2 separate regions of the Sus scrofa genome follow, and region 1 is linked to region 2. Evidence: chromatin contacts called from public HiChIP or PLAC-seq data. All regions are on one chromosome and are shown on one strand. The core of a region is the stretch at or near the end of the contact, and the rest is flanking DNA. Distances in the headings are between cores, read along the strand shown. Region 1 overlaps ECT2L (epithelial cell-transforming sequence 2 oncogene-like). Region 2 overlaps REPS1 (ralBP1-associated Eps domain-containing protein 1).

Evidence for each region. HiChIP or PLAC-seq counts read pairs in DNA pulled down with a chosen protein or histone mark.
Region 1: an H3K27ac HiChIP or PLAC-seq map of alveolar macrophages shows a contact between it and region 2. The contact joins two enhancer-like sites.

Annotation. Positions count from the first base shown.
Region 1 is chr1:25,621,503-25,624,301 of Sscrofa11.1, forward strand. The region is part of intron 3 of ECT2L (epithelial cell-transforming sequence 2 oncogene-like); the gene reads right to left. Among named protein-coding and RNA genes, the nearest start is that of ECT2L, 21 kb to the right of the region's middle. Within about 2 kb of position 1,504, at least 10 of the 83 cell types and tissues checked have an H3K27ac peak or open chromatin away from gene starts, as enhancers often do. A contact at or near this core is called in alveolar macrophages, where this site is marked.
Region 2 is chr1:25,498,187-25,501,094 of Sscrofa11.1, forward strand. All of the region lies in intron 1 of REPS1 (ralBP1-associated Eps domain-containing protein 1), which reads left to right. Among named protein-coding and RNA genes, the nearest start is that of REPS1, 18 kb to the left of the region's middle. Within about 2 kb of position 1,480, at least 10 of the 83 cell types and tissues checked have an H3K27ac peak or open chromatin away from gene starts, as enhancers often do. A contact at or near this core is called in alveolar macrophages, where this site is marked.

The sequences.
Region 1 (2,799 bases), core at 254-2,753, 120 kb after region 2:
TGACACATTCTAAAACCATTAAGAAGTATCACAAGTGAAAGATGAAAAACCTGTAGCACCTGAACAAACAACTTTGTTTTGTTAATTGAGAATAGAAGGGACTTCCTGTTGTGGCTCCGTGGGTTAAGAACCCACCTAGTATGAGGATGTGGGTTCAATCCATGGCCCCACTCAGTGGCTAAGGATCCGGTGTTACTGCCAGCTGTGGTACAGGCTGCAGATGTGGTTTGGATCTGGCATTGCTGTGGCTGTGGTGCAGGCCAGAAGCTGCAGCTCTGATTTGACCCCTATCCTGGAAGCTTCCATATGTTGCAGGTGTGGCACTAAAAAGGAAAAAAAGAGAGAGAGAGAGTAGAAGGCACAGGACACTCTTATGGTCTGTGTTCCTGTCTCTAAGAAGGAGTAGATGAGTGGTGGAAAAAGCCTTGGGGCTTTTGGGTCACCTAGGACTTGTTCCTTGCCCTTGGCTGTGTACCAAATCACCTTGGGAACTTAGTAAAAACAGCTTCTCACATTCCCCATGGTGTGTTGAGCCAAAATGTCTTGGGTGAGATTCATGGTTTGTGTTTTTACAAACTTCAAGTGTCTCTGATGGGCTCACCCTTCTTAACACTGGTGAACTTGACTTCTCATTGGTAGAAGAGGCAGCCTAGCAGATCCTGATGCTGATGCAAAAGTCAAGTACAAAGTGTTGAATACATGTATGGTGTCCTTAGGACAGTGTATAGCCCTATTTGAAGCCCTGAATTAATTAAATACTCAGACTCTGTAGGAGGGCCTGAAAGTTTCTCTCCTATGTGTAAAGACATCAGTTTGACTGCTAAACGCTTTGTGTTTTTCCAAATCTACCTGGTTCTCAGCTAGATTCTGGAGAGCTGATATGACCAGAGAAGTGACAATTAGATAAATAAACTATTATGGACCATCTTAAAACCTCTTTTTCTTCCTTGTCTTTTTTCTTTTTCTTTTTTGCCTTTTCTGGGGTCACTCCCGCAGCATAGGGAAGTTCCCAGGCTAGGGGTCTAATCTGAGTTGTAGACACCGGCCTACACCAGAGCCACAGTAACACGGCATCCGAGCTGCGTCTGCGACCTACACCACAGCTCACAGCAACGCTGGATCCTTAACCCACCGAGCAAGGCCAGGGATCGAACCCGCAACCTCATGGTTCCTAATCGGATTTGTTAACCACTGCACCACGATGGGAACTCCTCACTTTTCTTAAATAAGGAAAACCAGGGCAGCTTCAGGGTTAGTGAATTTAAGAACTCAGTGTCAGCGAAGGCCAAGGATTTTCTCTCTTCCCCCTTTGTCTGCTCAGTAGGTTGCTTTGGTCTTCAAGCTTGCCCCCTGGGGTGGTTCCCAGATGACTGCCTCTCTGAGTAGAGATCATGGGCAATAAGGCAGAACTTTCCTCAAGTTCCTTTTTAAGTCCCTTTGAGGAGGATGAAAACTCTCCTAGAAACCCTAGCAGCCACTCTCTTGTGTTCCCTTGGGCAGAATTCATATCCCCACGCCCTTTCCTAAACCTGATGGAATGACCATGATTCTGGCCAACTCTGACTCACTCTTGGGGGGACAGGGTGACCAGCCACCCCTGAAGCACATGATACCGGGGGAGAAAAGGACTTTGTCAGGAAGATGAAGAGGAAGTAAGGAATGGCGTGGGCAGGCGGGTGATGGTCAGTGTCTGGGCCACTAAACAGGAACTAACACAAGAAGAGGAAGGATCTCCCGCTACCCAAGCTTCTGATCTACCCAACCTTACTGACGTCTGCCCTTTCTCTTTCCTTCAGATGAAGCACTTATCTCAGTTATTGCTCCCTTTACCCTTGTGATACTATTCAAGGGTATTTCTTAAATGGATGAAACTGGTTTTAATATCTGGTGGTGCAACTCTTACTATCTCTTCTCTTTAAATTTTTCGCAGCCATTGTAGTCCATTTTCTCTTCCACATTAGCTTTAGTATTCATTTTTCAAAATCCATAAGAAAATCCTATGTAGAGATCTGTACTGGAACTGAATAATTCAATGCTAAAGATTAACTTGGAGAGAACTGGCATCTTTAAACATAGCACATCTACTTATCCAGGGTTTTTTTTTTTTTCCCTGCTATCCTTTAATACAAATTTCCAATTTCCTCATAAGGGTCTTGCGCTTACCTTTTTAGCTTGATGCAACACATATAGGAAGCAGCGCTGAGAGAAAGGAGAGAGAGGGCAAGCTCTGGTAACATTGTTTGAATCTGAGGATCTAGCCCAGCCTAAAGCTGGACAAATCTTAAGTCAATAAATTCGCTTTTTGTTTTAGGCTGATTTGGTTTCCATTTCTGTAATTTGCACTTGAAAGCCTTCTGATGATGACATCAAAAGAATATATAGAGATGGCAGGAGGGAAGGTGACAGACATTCACTGAGCACCTACTGTGTAAGAGCATCCTCCTCCTGTTTCTAAGATGCTCGAGCCTGTTTAGGCCTCACGGGAAGCCACGTCCATTCTTCTTCTGCCATCAACCCTCCTAGAAATTTCCTAAAGAGATTTTTAAATACAGAATAGAAACAATGGTCTCTTAAAATCTTGTCTCCATTTTCCAATGAATTATCTGTGGATTCGCCTCTTCCCACAAGAGGGTAAAAAAAGACGACCTGGTAGATCTGGAGGTGAACATCACGTCCTCTGTAAATGGCTGGTAGTGTATCACCGGGGCTGCTACATTTGGGAAGTTGTGAATGAAACAACCTTAAGAGGTGCCAGTCACACAGATGACAGTGCAAAATAGCACCCCCTGGAGGTATGCC
Region 2 (2,908 bases), core at 230-2,729:
CATCAGAACCTAACATCTTCATTTTGTCATACCACTTAAAACTATTCCAAATGACAAGGAAGGAGCCTTTTTGAACAATATGGAACCTCTGAGACTTGATTGTGTTTATCTTTTACGCTAGCTAATACTTTCGTGGTTGTTCAGGTGACTTTAGTCGGATATAGTGAACATGCATATTAACAACTTTTCTTTAAGGTATTGTACCTCAAGGCTGTTCTTTTAATTTTTTATTTTTAAAGATATAGTTCACTTTAGTAGTAGTAAACTCACATAATATTCTCTGCCTTTCAGAGGTATAATTTCTTTTTTATTTTTTATTTTATTGTTATTAAAGTATAGTTGATTTATAATGTTTCCTCAAATTCTGTTGTACAACAAAGTGACCCAATCATACACATTTCCCTATGCTGTACAGTAGGATCCTATTGCCCATCCGTTCCACATATAACAGTTTGCATCTCCCAAAACCCCAAAATGCCCATCCATCACCCCCCCACCCCAGGAAGCCCAAGTCTGCTCTTCTTGGCCATGATCTGTTTCTGTTTTTTGTTTGAAAGGTATAATTTCTAATTCTCGAACGTCACAGTGAGCAAATAGTGGTAAATAAGTAATCTAAATAAGGAAACAGGTCAATAATTCCTCATTTAATGTTAAATGACTCCTTTGGAAGAAAGCATAGCATTCTTCTGACTCTTGGAGGAAAGCATAGAATTCTCATAAAATGCATGGCAATGGGGACAGCATATCAAATCTGAGTAGTCATGCCTACCCAGCCTTAAAATTATCAACCAACTCACTCCCACATCTCACAATCTTGTTTCTGTATTCTTCTGATGTGGACTTTGTGTTCTAACCTAGTAAATCTGTTTTCTGTTTCTTACACAGTTACTTGTTCTTTGTGTAGGTTTTTTTTTTTTTAATCACGTTATTTGCTTCATCTGCAGTGCCCTTCTTCAGCTTCCATGCTTCAGTCCTCCTCTCTTTGCAGAAAGGTGACTTAGCTTTTTGTATGCTTTGGAAATCTAATTTGAACAGCCTTACCCTCACTCTGAGACTCTCATTGGCCTCCTAGCTATATCCCTTTGTATGTGTTTTGCACTGTTAACTGCTTTTTTTCATTTATATCATTGCTTAATTGTTTTTCCAGTAAATTTACATCCTAACAATGTTGTAAGGAAACTGTGAATAAAATTCAGGCTTGGTTTCTTTCATGACCTCAGGATTCTCTAGAGCAGTAAAAGCACATAGTAGATATTTAGAAAACAGAGCCAAGTTTTTAGAGAAAGCAGTTCCTTAGCTCTGTTATTATTGTGCATCCCTAGACGTGATTGTGATGATGAATTAATTAAGGCAGTTCTGGGCTCCTCACCCAGGGAAGTAAAAAGTGGGGGTGGTGAAGCTCGCAGCCTTGGAAGTTCCAGTGCTGGCGCTATGGATACTCTCTCCCCACCACAGTCAGCATTCTGGGCATGAGAAGAGGAGGTGGCAAGAACAGGAACAAATAGCGCAGAGCTCTCTGAGTTTTGACCTTGCTGCTCTGGCTGACCAATGTTGCCAGTTGCCCCTTCTCCCTTTCAGAACGTTTTTTCCCCTTATGCCTTTTTTATAACAGAATGTAAGGAGTTTAAGAAGAAACACAACTAGGAGTATATTGGCAAATAATATGGTGGCGGAATCTGGCCATCTTGGCACTATAGTATATTTTGTCTTTATACAGCTTCTGCCCAGTGCCAGTGTACCTGGCTAGAAAGAGAAGACCACAGATCCATTTACAGGGAGGTTGTTGGACCACTCCCATGATGCGCCTATAGCACATTCCCTAGCACAGGTCATTGAGATTTGTACCAAGTCAGTTACAGGTTATACTGTAATGGACCATGCTTGTTATGGTCAATTTAAACTCACAGGGATGGTAGAAACTGTTGATGTTAAACCTTCCAAATCTAAAAATCTTAAACCTTGTATTCTGTGCCTGCCTTCAGGAAGCTAAGGATTTAATAGCCACAGGAAGGGAGTTCATGGTTAGATTTTCTCTTCCTACCCACAGCTTTAAACCCCTAGAAATAGAAATCTTTCACTTCCCTAGTCACATTTGTGTAGATCCCCCTAAGACTTGTTTCTGGAGTGAATCCAAACTTAAGTGTTATCTCCTTACACCTAACAAATGGCAAAAACGGAATTGTCATAGTTACTATTTGTATTGCCTCATGCTTATTTTCTACATAGTGTTCCTTTTTACTTCCTGTGTTATTCATTTCACCCTGCACACCCATCTAGCTGCCTTCCTATTTTTCTTCTTCCTTTTACTATCAAATAACGAGTGATTCAGATTTCTTCTCTACTGCCTGTACTACTAATTGAACTTTTCTATTCCCCTCACCCCACCCCTTAAAAAAAAAAAAAAAAAAAGGTGTTCATAAAGTTCGCCTTTATCCTAGTCACCAAATCCAGTAATCTTTCCTTACTTCTTACTCTGTTTTACAGCCTCCCTTGCAGTTGACACTGAATTACTTGTTGGTGGATATTGTCTCTTCTTTGTTTGCTGTGATGTATATAACTATTATTGTTATTATATGACTTTAGCATTTTGTCTTCTTACTGTGTCTCTTTGTCTTGTGTAGAGTCAGCTTTGACTCTTAATGGTCAGCCTACAGAGTTCTTCAGATTTTCTTTCTTGGAAGAGTCTCAGCTAATCATCCTTTTCTGTCCTCTGCATTAGATACTTTCTGAGCTCTGACCACCTTATTGCTAATCTACTGCAGTAGCCTCCTAGATCTTAACTAGCTTTTCTGTAATTGCTAAAGAACAAATACATGAATTTCCAAAAACTTACATGACACTCTTGAGAAATGCTCAGTAAAGGTTAGTCTGGCATTTAGAACCCTCCCCACCTAGCTTGGTCCAGTTT